2 separate regions of the Anser cygnoides genome follow, and region 1 is linked to region 2. A link is a contact called in public Hi-C data. All regions are on one chromosome and are shown on one strand. The core of a region is the stretch at or near the end of the contact, and the rest is flanking DNA. Distances in the headings are between cores, read along the strand shown.

Region 1 (5,764 bases), core at 1,467-3,966, 800 kb before region 2:
AGCCAGATGTCTTAGTAGTATGAATCCAGTGAATAGTCTTTAGAAAATGCTGAAAAGACTCTGTTGAATGTTTTGTGTATACAAACAACATTGTTGTCTACCTCAAATCTGACAGCCTCTCTGAGATAGTATATACGGGATTTCAACTTTCAGCTTTGTGGTCCAGGGGGAATAATACTTGCTCTGTAGGCCACTATAATTCTGAGTAAGAAATCACCCTTTAAGGGAAATGGAGGATTCAGACACTTGGCAGCTTAACACTTGCGTTTTTCCCCTTCTCCGTATCTCTCCATCTCTTTCTTTATATGCAAGATTATGTGTACAGCTATCTGAATGTGTTCAGTTGTTTTGCAAGTGAGACAAAATTTTTGTGGTGATGGGTCCCTAAACAGGGGAAAGGTCATTGATAAATGAATGAAAAAGTAAGATTTTTTTCACATAGCTCCATTTTACAGAGGCATAATATCTGCCTAGACCAGCAGACATGAGCACTTCCTAGTGTATGCTGCCAGTTGTCTTTGCTGCTGTTTCTGTGAAGGCTGCATGGGGAGGTGAACATCCTTGGAAAGTGTTTAAGCAGCCACGATTGGCAGAACACAACAAGCAGAGAACACAGCGCTGGGAACAGCCTGCCTTTTGAAGTGGTGTCCTAGTTGTCATGCTAGGCCCAGGGATGCTCACCAGTGTGAGATGTTTCCCAGGATGGAAACCTGGGGTGGCTGGGGAGTAGAACAGACTCCCCAGGACAGTGCTCATGGCACAAAGACTGCTGGAGATCAGAAAACATGTAGACAATGCTCTCAGACATATGCTTTGATTTTTGGATGGTCCTCTGTGGAGCCAGGAGCTGGACCTGATGGTCTTTGTGGGTCCCTTCCAGCTCAGGATGTTCTATGATTTGATGATTCTATGAAACCTGGGGGCTGGGAAAATTGCAGTACACTTTACCTCTGCATCTGCTGCTGAACGCACATAAGGTTTGCTTTAGGTGTCCTAGCTGGTATTTTTGGGCACAGTGTGTATATATAAAGATGTACACACACACACATATATTTATATACATACTATATATACATATACCTTATATATATATGTACAGTACATATATAGTGTGTATTTTTATATACTCTCTCTGTACACACTATGTATATACTATGCATATATACTATGTAACTATGTACAAATATATATAGTATATATACTATATATATTTGTACATATATAAATATATATATACATACAAATATATGTAACAAATATCTATGTTACAGCAAGAGGCATGGGACTGATCTGATGGTTATCAGACTGCAGCTTCACCAGAGGTCAGGGCCACAAAATGGCTGCTGGGCCCACCTGTGGGGCCCAGCTACTCATGGCCATGAGGCTGACTGAGGAGAGCAGCTGGCACAGGGTGTGTGGACTTGTGCCTTGTGTCTGAGCAGGAGCGATGGTAACAGGAGGTGATCACCGGAGCTGTGAGTTATGCAAACAGGATCATGCTAGCTGTTTTGTTGTTGTTGTTGTTTGTTTGTTTAAATACCAACGCAAGTGCAAGCCTTCAGGAATTTCACCCAGAAACAACAACTTTGACAATGCTTGTGTGTTCAGCATTAATTTGAAGACTTCTGTAGAAAGATAGAGAACAAAATTGCTGCCACCACTTGGGCACTTTCAGTTATTATGGCTGTTTTGCTATACCTATGTCTGGTTCAGGTCTGACCTAAGCCGTACTGTAGAGAGGGAAAGGAAAGGTAAAGGTCGTGGAGATGTCTATTGACAGTGAACATTTTCATCTTCCCTGCTAAAATGCTTCTCTGAATGAGATGTTGAGGTCTTGTGTGGTTTGTCCTGCCTGAAGTTTGAGTGAGCTAGCTGATCTCCTAAAGTGCTTGGTGACTCCAGGACCCCTTTGTAGATAGCACAACAGCCATGAAGATGATTGATTTCAAAAATGTGAAACTCATCTAGCCTCTGGGTGTATTTCTCCCACTGCTTTCTGAGGAAGCAAGCAGCCTTCTGATGTCCAGGCTATTTCTGGGTCCTGATTATAACCTGCAGTCCCCAAAGCTCATGTAAAACTGATTTGAGCCTGTGCAGATGTGAGGTGTTTTGATAAAAGGAAAGTTTTGTCATATTTTATGGATGCTAGATGGCAGTATTGCATTTCTTAAACAATTAAATTTTAGTTAGTGGAAAATATCAAGAATAACAGCACTTCTAATATCTGAATAGCAGAACACAGTCAGTAATGAAAGCTTAGCTAGACTAAAAATTCATATAATTAAAGTATTGTGTTTACTTAGGGGTTGCCTGGAACAGAAGATACATTATATTTTCTAATTGGCCATGTACTTTACCACTCCATGTGAGTTAACTGACAGCTGATAACAACACTGCTCATATTTTATGGGTCTTCAGGATTAGGCCCTTGATACAAACCACTTTCCTGTGATTTATAGCAGTGATGAGGAACAGCGCTCTGGCAAAGGGGGTGGGTGAACCTTCCCCTACTAATGCAAGGATCTAAATCTTGTGAGATTTTATCGCAACTGAAAGAGAGAGACTTGGTTATCTCAGTTCACGTTAATGGATAAGCATCCACATCACTGAGTTCTTGATCCAGAAAAGCACTTGAGCAAGTATTTAGCTCTAAGCATGTGTAGTTCATGGCTTTAATAAGATTACTCATATGGTTAAAGTTTGACAGAAAATTAAGGGCCTTTCTGGATCAGGGCCTAAAGCAATCATTGCAACTTGGCAGTCTCTGTAGAGAGACCAAAGACTGAGTAACTGTGTTGACTAAGTTGTCCTCTTCTCCCTGGTGTCCGTAGTGCCTTTGGGTTAGGACTGATACTGCATGATAATGTGGTAATGCAGCTAGATTCTCAGCTGTATCTCCTGTGCTAAGGAACAACCTTTAGAGATGCAAATACTAAAAAAAAAAAAAACACAAACCAAAAACCACCACCACCAACAAACAACAACATCAACAACAACAAACAACAACAAAAAAAACAGGTCTGATGGGGTTCTCTATCTGGAGAATGGTGTTATATGGTTCTTTTGGATCCCAGTCCCAGCCTTAGGCACTGGGAAGCTGCACATCTGCCTAAACTAATAGGCAGAGTTCAAAAGAAGCTGAAAGATGCCAGGAGGGTAGGAAATCAGTGGAAGATGAAAATCTAAAGATGGATGAGGATTGAATTTTCATGGGAATGTTTGCCTTGAAAGAGAAGTTAGTGGGAAAGTTGCTGTCTGTGTCTATTATATTTTTATGAGATATTCTGGAAGGGATGAACTCTGACAAAAGGTTGGAAGGTAAATCCTGCCTGTCCAGGAAAGAGCAAAAGTTCCCCTTATAATAACATTAGGAGGTGTGCCTGGGATGGTGATGCAGACAAGTGTGGAAACTAAGACAGTAAATGGGCTTATGAGCTTGATTATTTCTGTTTTCCACAGGAACTGTGGTTCCCCTGAATATTCTGCTGAAGAAAAATGTGGAGGGAGTGATAACTTCCTTTGATTGAAATATAAGATAATCTGGTCAAATAAAGTCTTGGGAGCTTTTATTTTGTTGTTTTAATGAGTCTATTTTAACTGTAGGAATTTTTTCAGTACTTTATTGTCTCCTGTTGCAGCAGGAACAAATGCAAATGTAGGCTCCAGCTGTGAACAACAGTTTAAGCACACATAAAATAGGAAATCCTACATAAATGCAGGTTGTTTTTTTAATGACAAGACTGTAAAATCAGGGCCTAGGCACAAAATATGTTCTAGAGCTCAGTCTTCCACTATGCGACTAGTACAGAGGCAGTTATTCTGTATGCATGTTCATGTTGTTAAAATCAAACTTTAATCCTGTGGCTGTGACTGGAATGCTGTCTTTATAAACAAATCTGGTGTAAGTTAATAGTGAATTAAAACTGTAGCCTGGCTGCAGTATTGATATCCTGTTGGTCACCAGGTCACTGTTTTATGTTTAGTGTTGAATAAAACTTGATCAATATTATTTACAGTCATCATAATAGGTTTATAAAGTAAATTTGCATATAATTCTTTTGCAGGTCTCATCTGCTGGAACTGTTTAATCTCTGAAAGCATCAAGTGATCAGCACTGCAATTGGTCATACATGACTTTGTTTCAGTTTTCCTTTTTCTCTTACTGTGGAATATTTTGACATTTGTTGAAACTCCCCCAAAATTCCAACTTTCCATTTGGAAATTGATTGAAACAACATAGGTTATTTTCAGTAGAAACTGAATTTAAATATGCCAGACCACATGTTTCATGGCTGCTCTGATGTCTCCTAGGAGTTACTTTTCAGATAACCTGTGCTCCCCTTCTTCCATCTGGGCAAAGCTGGGCTGAGCTCTGTATAGTTTCTATGCCACGTGTTCTTCCTGTTGTACATCTTGCCTGATTCACTTAAGTAGTTCAATCTTATAACACTTACTAGGTGGGGAAATTTTTCATTTTTTGGTAAGAATAAGCATTCAGCAGAAAGCAGACACACATTCTACAAAACCTCATAAAGTGAAATACTGAAACTGTTTTGTTAGAAAACATTTGACCTGATATAACAATCCCTTTAAAGCCTGAGACCTTCCTGACCTCCATTAAAAATAGAAACTTACAGAGAATTGATTCTTGTTGTACAACCAACATTTCTTTTGTCTTAGTCTTTCAATGGCAAGTTTCAAAATGATGTCTTCTAATTGAAAAGTATCGATTAGTACTAGAGATGCTTGACTGTATTTTCTATCAACACAATGTTATTAAGAAAATGACTGGTTAAAATAACATTCACACCCAGGGCTACTTCAGTTCATATACCTTGCCAATCAAGAAAAAACAGTTTCTTTCACTTATGTACATTTTTTTTTCGTCTAAAGTACAAGTCTGTACAATGCATATTGCCAGTTTCTTTAGCTTGCATATAAGCACACAAAATATGCATGTAGGCTTATGAAAATATCACCTGAGTTTACTAAATGATAAAGTGGCAGTTTCTAGTCTCCTGAATGAAAGCTGATCCAAAAGTATTTACACAGTCCATCTGAGGTATACCTGGAGTTGTGTCTGAAAGTCAGTGTACTAATAAGAGTGATGGTGGATTGGGGAAAATTGCTTATGTTTTTTTTTTTCTTCTTTTTTTTTTTTCTAGTGATTGGTTTTCAGTAGTTTATACATGCTGACCATGGATGAAGGGAAAGCAAACCACTGAATATGTAACAGGGTGGTGAACAACTGAGTAGGACTTGTAGGCAAAATATTATAGCTACTGTTTATTTTTTTATTTTTTATTTTTTGGTCTTTTTTTTTTTTTTGTGGTGATACAAGTTAAAGAGAGCATGAGAGATGCAAGATGCAACAGAAGGCTTGAAGATTGGGAAACCTGATAGTTTCATCTCCCCTTCTTTCATTATCTGTGACACCAAAAGAAGTGAATGGATGAAATTTTAAATGTCGCAGAGTGGCTTGTGTCTGAGGTGTAAAAGTACGTGCAAGAAGCTGGAATTCTGTTGGGAAAGCCGAGGTTTCCTAGTGAACCTTGATACTGGCAACAAAACTGACAAAACTTTTAAAAGGGAACACTTAAAAATGGTTTCTGTTGCAAGAGCTTTACTGTATCTGTAAAATTACTCTGTAATTAACGGCATGATGCCAAATGGCAAGACTGCATTTCACAGTAAAAATCTAAGTGGGCCTTTAGTTATGCTTTTAGTGCAAAATCAGGTACAAACTTAATTACATACCTCAATA
Region 2 (5,918 bases), core at 3,360-5,859:
CCTGTGATATGGTCATGTCTGAATTCACATTCTGATGCAAACCTCCCTCTTCAGTCTTGCTGTGCTTTGGTAACAGATTTTGCTATGGTATGTGACTGATAATAGCTTGGGGAACGGCTTAACAAAAAGCTTAATGCTAGGCCGCCCCCCAGGTGTTGATCTAGCCAGAAAAGTGTTATTAAATATATGTGCAGCTTTGCCTCCACTAGTCTCAGAACGTATCACTTAAAATGCATTAGCTCACAGGTCCGAACAAGCACATCAGTCAACAAACAACCAGGAGCTGTTAACAACCTTTGATGTCTTGGATCAGATAAGGATACTATGGTAGACAGTAATATACACGGTTATGAGTAGAGCCAGCTCTTGGTCAGGATGGAGGCCTACTCTCCCCCACAAAGCCAATTCAGGTCAAGCGTGTCAGCCAGCGTAGACCATCAGCGATGCACTGCCATCCTCCTTTGGATGCACTCAGCTACAGAAGGAAAGGTGCTTTATATCCGTCCCAGCGTGACCTGCATCATCATCTTCATCGGATCTGACCTACTGTGCCAGGAGCAAACTATGACTTGTGGCTGTAAGATGAGGAGAACACTGAGAGCAACAGGTGACTAAAGGGGGTTTACAGCTGCCCAACAAACAATAAGGGAACATTAGGACCCATGACTGCACTCCCTGTATGCTGTAGCTGACTTCAGCTCTCCCTGTTTTTAATTTCCCTCTGCTCCTACCCTACAATAAAAATGGCCGAAAATATTTCATTGTGGACAAAATTCAATATAGTTTTCACCACACTAATTTCAGGAACAGTTAAATGGATAAACCACTTGTAAAGCCTTGTATGAAGAAGCTTGAAGAAAAATTCAGCTGAAAGCTAGTTTGGCAACTGATAACATGGTCTTTAGGAGATGCATAAAGTGATCTGGATTACATATGCCTCTACCTGTGCTCAGCAGAAAAATGTTAAAGAGAGAAATTATGCCATCATTTATAATGCCTGCAATTGTATTAAAATCATTGGGGTGGTGTTACACTAAGTCAGTGCAAAATATATACAGAAAATATCTTTGTGATCTAAGTAAGGACTGGCATCAACTAAATGGATTCTAATTTCTACAAATGTTGTTGGTTTAAACTAAGTTAAGCTTCCTGGCTGCCCTTACCTTTACAAATTGAACTGGCCTAAATCCTGAATCCAAAAGTCTGGGGCATTATATTTGCTGAATAATAAAATTATTGACTCATGCAGCCAGAGGTACACTAAGTTTCCATTCAGTTCAATTTTGACGAAAGCTTACTAGTGGAAAGCAGAAAGAAATGGTCTTCATTTTGAGTGCATTCAGGCCTATAATAAAAGCTACTTAGGAATAAAATTTGGTGGGTCCCAAAATTTGTATGTTTTTTCAGCAACTTTCATTGTTAACTCATGTAAAAGGAGAAACTATGGGAAAACTGTTAACCAAATTGAATCACAGTTCCCCTCCTCCTCCAAAAAGTTCCTACTAGTCATTAAAGTTGAAGTCATGAAATCATAGTTTTCTCTCTTATTCCACTTTAACACCCTGTTACCCTGCTTGATAAAAATTAAGTGTTAATGACATCAAAATCAATAATAAATGGAAAAGAGTAATAAGCTTTGCAATTTTGTATATCACAAAAGACATTAGAGTAGATCAGAATCCATAAATAATCTTGTTCACTACAGCCATTCATCCTGAGTGACAATGGATTCCCTTTTTCTACACGAAGCCAAACCTCTCAGCCTGCTCCAAACTGAGTAGGAGAACAGAAGTGTTGAGTACAGATGAGCCTTTCAGTAGTCACAAGCAGTGATGGGAGAAGTTCCGCAAAATTTGATCAACTTCTGGGAAAAGAAAAAAAAAAAAGGCTTATTGGAAGTGTTCCTTTGAGCATTTTTTTTTGGTCTCCCATCTTCTGTTCAGTGGGACAAATGTGCCATCTGCTGTTTTAATTCTAAATTGTAATAGTTTTTTAAAGATGTTATCATTCTGCAGCATTTAAACAAATAGGTTGGGAAAAAAAAAATGTGGTTTTTGGTTTTTTTTTTTCAATTTTGGAAACAGTAGCTTATACAAACACTGGAAAAGAAACTGAAACTTTACCATTGTTAATGTTGTTCAGATACTGTAAACACTTAGGGGTAACCCATTTAAAAAATAAATAAAAACGTGCAATGCTAACTAAAATATGATGATCTACTAGCTCCATCTGGTGGCTACTTTGCATTACAAGTTCTTGTATTTTTCCCAAGAAACACTAGAACACTAGCAATTAAAAAAAAAAAAAAGTTTTATGCCTTTTCAAGTTTTTCATCTCATTAAGTGAAATTCTGCAAAACGTCAGTACGTTTAATAACTCATAATTGTAATACGGATTTTCATTTCTACATAATATGGTTGCAGATTTGATACGATACGGATTGCAAATACGCATACATGTGCTTCGTAGTCTTGTATAATGCAGCTAAAGACACTCGAATTATTTGCAGAAGCAGATTTAAGCACTCGCAAGACTACACACATTGTGTAGCATCATTACATGTCTGTTAGGAGCCAAACCTTTTGCTTGTAGTTGTAAATGGTCCTTCACCCATGTTCACTTACTGCAAATCGTTTCCATGCCCTGTTCACAGCAGCACATCCAGCAATAGCAGAACAAGGCAATTGCTGAGTGGTTGCCACTTTCCTAAAGTACTTTCTTGGACATTATATAAAAAGCTTTAAACCAACTGTCCTAACCACAGAAGGATTAAGAAGAGTTCTGAAATGTAAGCATTTCCTCCAGAGCATAGCTAGAAACCTGGGAGATGAACCGTAAAGCACTGTTCAAGAAAATTTTTTATAAGCGAGTGCCACCTGGTGGAACACAGGGAAGACTTTACTCAAAAAAAAAATGTTTTAAGGTGGTCAGGAGATTTTAAATCGGAGCTTTTAAATCAAAAAGGACCAGCAAAACATTGTCACAAAGCTGCAGATGGCTTGGTGGCCACTGAAGTGGCCCAGCTCTAGTCCCTCCTGATGTGTGCTCTGTATCCATACAGTGACAGGCTGGACGTTGCCGTACTTTTAGTGGGTATCTTTGCAAGCATAACAGTTTTGAATCTAAAGCTCAAAAATAAGTTACAAGACCTTCCTTTCAATTCTATGTTTTATATGCCATATTTCTAGACTGCTAAGCTCATGATTCCCCAAACTTTCAAAACACGTATACCTGCTATTGTGTGCAACACAAAACTAACAGCATGAGTGGGCCGCACCTCTGTCATGTCGCCTGCCCTAGGAAAAGTGTGGCACAGCTGGATGCACGTTGCCGGATCTCAAAGATAAGGGTAGAGATCAGCACTCATCTCCAAGTCTTGAGAGAAAAATCAGGCCTCTGTTGAAACTGAACGCATATTTCCGCCCCGAACTTGTTAATGGGCAGCAGTTGCAGTTTCTCAAAGCCAAGGCGCTGCTAAAAATGCACAGGCTTTGGCTGCCGTATCCCAAGTAAAATCCCCCATTTGATTTTGCTCATCGCTGTGTGGGACAACAGCACTTTTGTGGAGTAAGTAACTGGAAAATCCAGTTCATCTATCCATGTGATTTTTTTGCACAAGTTGAAAAGATGTATGTTTCTAAAAATGTAGGATTTACACAGCGCTGAGGGAAACAAATGTGTTATCTGAACTTGACAGATAACCGGCCTGTGCAGCTGAATCTGAAATACGGCTCCACGTTTCTCTGACATTAAGTTAGGAAGAAAACCCTCCGGTTTAGATTTAGGTGCACGAACGGGATGCTCCTAAGAGAATGGTGGATATGTTAAACTATAGAAATGCTCACTTCTGTCACCAGGATGAGGCATTTTGCTAGTTCTGTCATCAGCCTGTTTTATCTTTGTGTTAAGTCACAGCGTCACCTGACGCTGAAGCATTTTATTTTATAATGTAGAAGTTTGGGGATTGTCACCGATAGGAGCAGCAGCGCTTGTGTTTGTATTTAACACTGTTTCTCGCCAGTTCTTTGCCCTCGGCCTCCAAAAGGCCTCCGCAGCAGGGGGAAGCAGCCGTGCCCATCGCAGCTCCGGCCGCACGGTGGATTAGCTGTACCACCGCGGCCCGAAGGAAAAACCCTGGCTGCCCCTACGTGCGTGCCTCTGTTTAAGCGATTTACAGAAGGAACCATTTCCCAGAACTACAGGTGCACGGCCCAGTAGGGCTGGGAGCGGGTGAAGTGTGGGTGTAGGGGAAGGGGGGGGGTGAATAATAGGAAAAGCCGCGCCCCCGACCCGCGGCGCGTTGGGAGGGGGCACCCCGCAGCCGGCGGGGGCCGGGGCTGCCGGGGAGCGGCGAGGGAAGGGGCAGAGGGGCCGGGGGAAGGGGCCGGGGGAAGGGGCCGGGACCCCGTCCCCGCCCGCCTCGCCTCGCCGCGCCCCGTCCCGCCCCGCCGGGGGCTGGTGGGGGGGGGCCGGGGGCGGGGGCCGCCCGCCGCCGCCTTACGCAGGCGGTGAGCTCAGCGGGCCGGGGCGGGGGGCGGCGCGGCGGGGGGCGGCGGGCGCCGGCGGGGTGGGGGCGGCCCGGCAGAACCCCATAAAGGGCGGCCGCCGCCGGCCCCGGCCGCCGCACTCAGCCCGCTCGGCGGAGCCGCCCGGATCGCAGCGGAGGGCCCGGGGCGGAGGGGCCCGCTCGCTGTTTCGTTTTATTTTAATTTTTTGATTTTTGCTTTCTCGTCCCGCTCCTCTCCGCGAGGAAGGGGGGGGTGTCTCGGCGCTCGTCCCCCAGCACCCGCCCTGTGGAAGTGCACCCGAGGCCGGCCCGGGGCTGCCGGAGGGGACCCGCCGGAGCTTCCTTCCCGCTCGGAGGGCAGGGAAGGAGGAGCGGCGGCGCGGAGCGGAGGAGAGAGAAGGAGAAGGGGGCCGGGAGGCGGCCGGAGAGCGGGGCCGGGCTGCCCCTCGCACACCCTGCCTCGCTCCCTCCCCGCCGCTGCCATGGGGAAGTCGCCGCCGCCTCTGCAGTGATCGCGGGACTGCCGGCGGAGAGAAGCCCCCACCGCCCGCAAAAACCAAACAAACAAAAAAACCCATATATATATATATAAGCAAATCTCGCTCTCCGCCTTTTACAAATTAACGACCGAGGCAGAAAGGCTCCGCCAGGCCAGCAGCAGCAGCAGCCAGCCTTCCCCGCCCCGAGCCCGGCGGCCGCGATGAGGACCGGGGGGCGCCCGCTGGGGGTGCTGGTGCCGGCGGTGCCGGCGTTACTGGCCGTACTGGTGGCGCTGGGGCCGTGCAGCGCCGAGCCCCCCGCCACCGCCCGCCAGGCGCTGGTGCGGCCACGGCGCTTGGGCGCTGCCGGCGGCCGGGAGCGGTTCCGCCTGGACGCCTTCGGGGAGCGGCTGACGCTGGAGCTGGAGCCCGACAGCAGCTTCCTGGCCCCGGACTTCACCCTGCAGTACCTGGGGGGGCCGCCGCCCTCCTCCTCGCCCTCCTCTCCGCCGCCGGGGGACGACCTCTCCCGCTGCTTCTACTCCGGCACCGTCAACCGGGACCCGGGCTCCGCCGCCGCCCTCAGCCTGTGCGCGGGGATGCGCGGAGCCTTCTCGCTCCGGGGCCGCCAGTACCTCATCCAGCCGGCCCCCGGCGTCGGGCACCGCCTCGGCGTCCACCTCCTCCGTCGCCGTCGAGGGACCCGACGGGGAGATCCAGCAGCAGCTGCCGCCCGCTGCGCCGTGGCCGAGCCGGGGGCGGAGGAGCCGGAGCCGGAGCCGGAGGGGCCCGCAGGTAGCCGACGGGGGGACGGGACGGGGTCTGCCGCAGCCACACCTCGGGGGGAGCGCGGCTGAGGGTGCCCCGAGGTCGGGTGATGAGCCCCGGTGGGTGCTGGGTTCCCCGTTGTGGGGTTGTGCAGCCATCCCCTG

The links. Hi-C and Micro-C count contacts between places; a contact is called where the count stands out from the background.
Region 1: a Hi-C map of granulosa cells shows a contact between it and region 2, with 4 times the contacts expected there. The contact joins the enhancer-like site here to the promoter of ADAMTS1 in region 2. A contact is called at or near these places in 2 of 7 Hi-C or Micro-C datasets (granulosa cells and liver).

What each region holds. Positions count from the first base shown.
Region 1 is chr1:111,669,048-111,674,811 of Taihu_goose_T2T_genome, reverse strand. No RefSeq gene overlaps it. Among named protein-coding and RNA genes, the nearest start is that of N6AMT1, 190 kb to the left of the region's middle. Within about 2 kb of position 2,716, at least 1 of the 3 cell types and tissues checked has open chromatin away from gene starts, as enhancers often do.
Region 2 is chr1:110,867,826-110,873,743 of Taihu_goose_T2T_genome, reverse strand. ADAMTS1 (ADAM metallopeptidase with thrombospondin type 1 motif 1) reads left to right here and starts at 4,609. Exons shown (of 9, transcript XM_048050064.2): 1 at 4,609-5,781. The coding sequence starts at 5,208.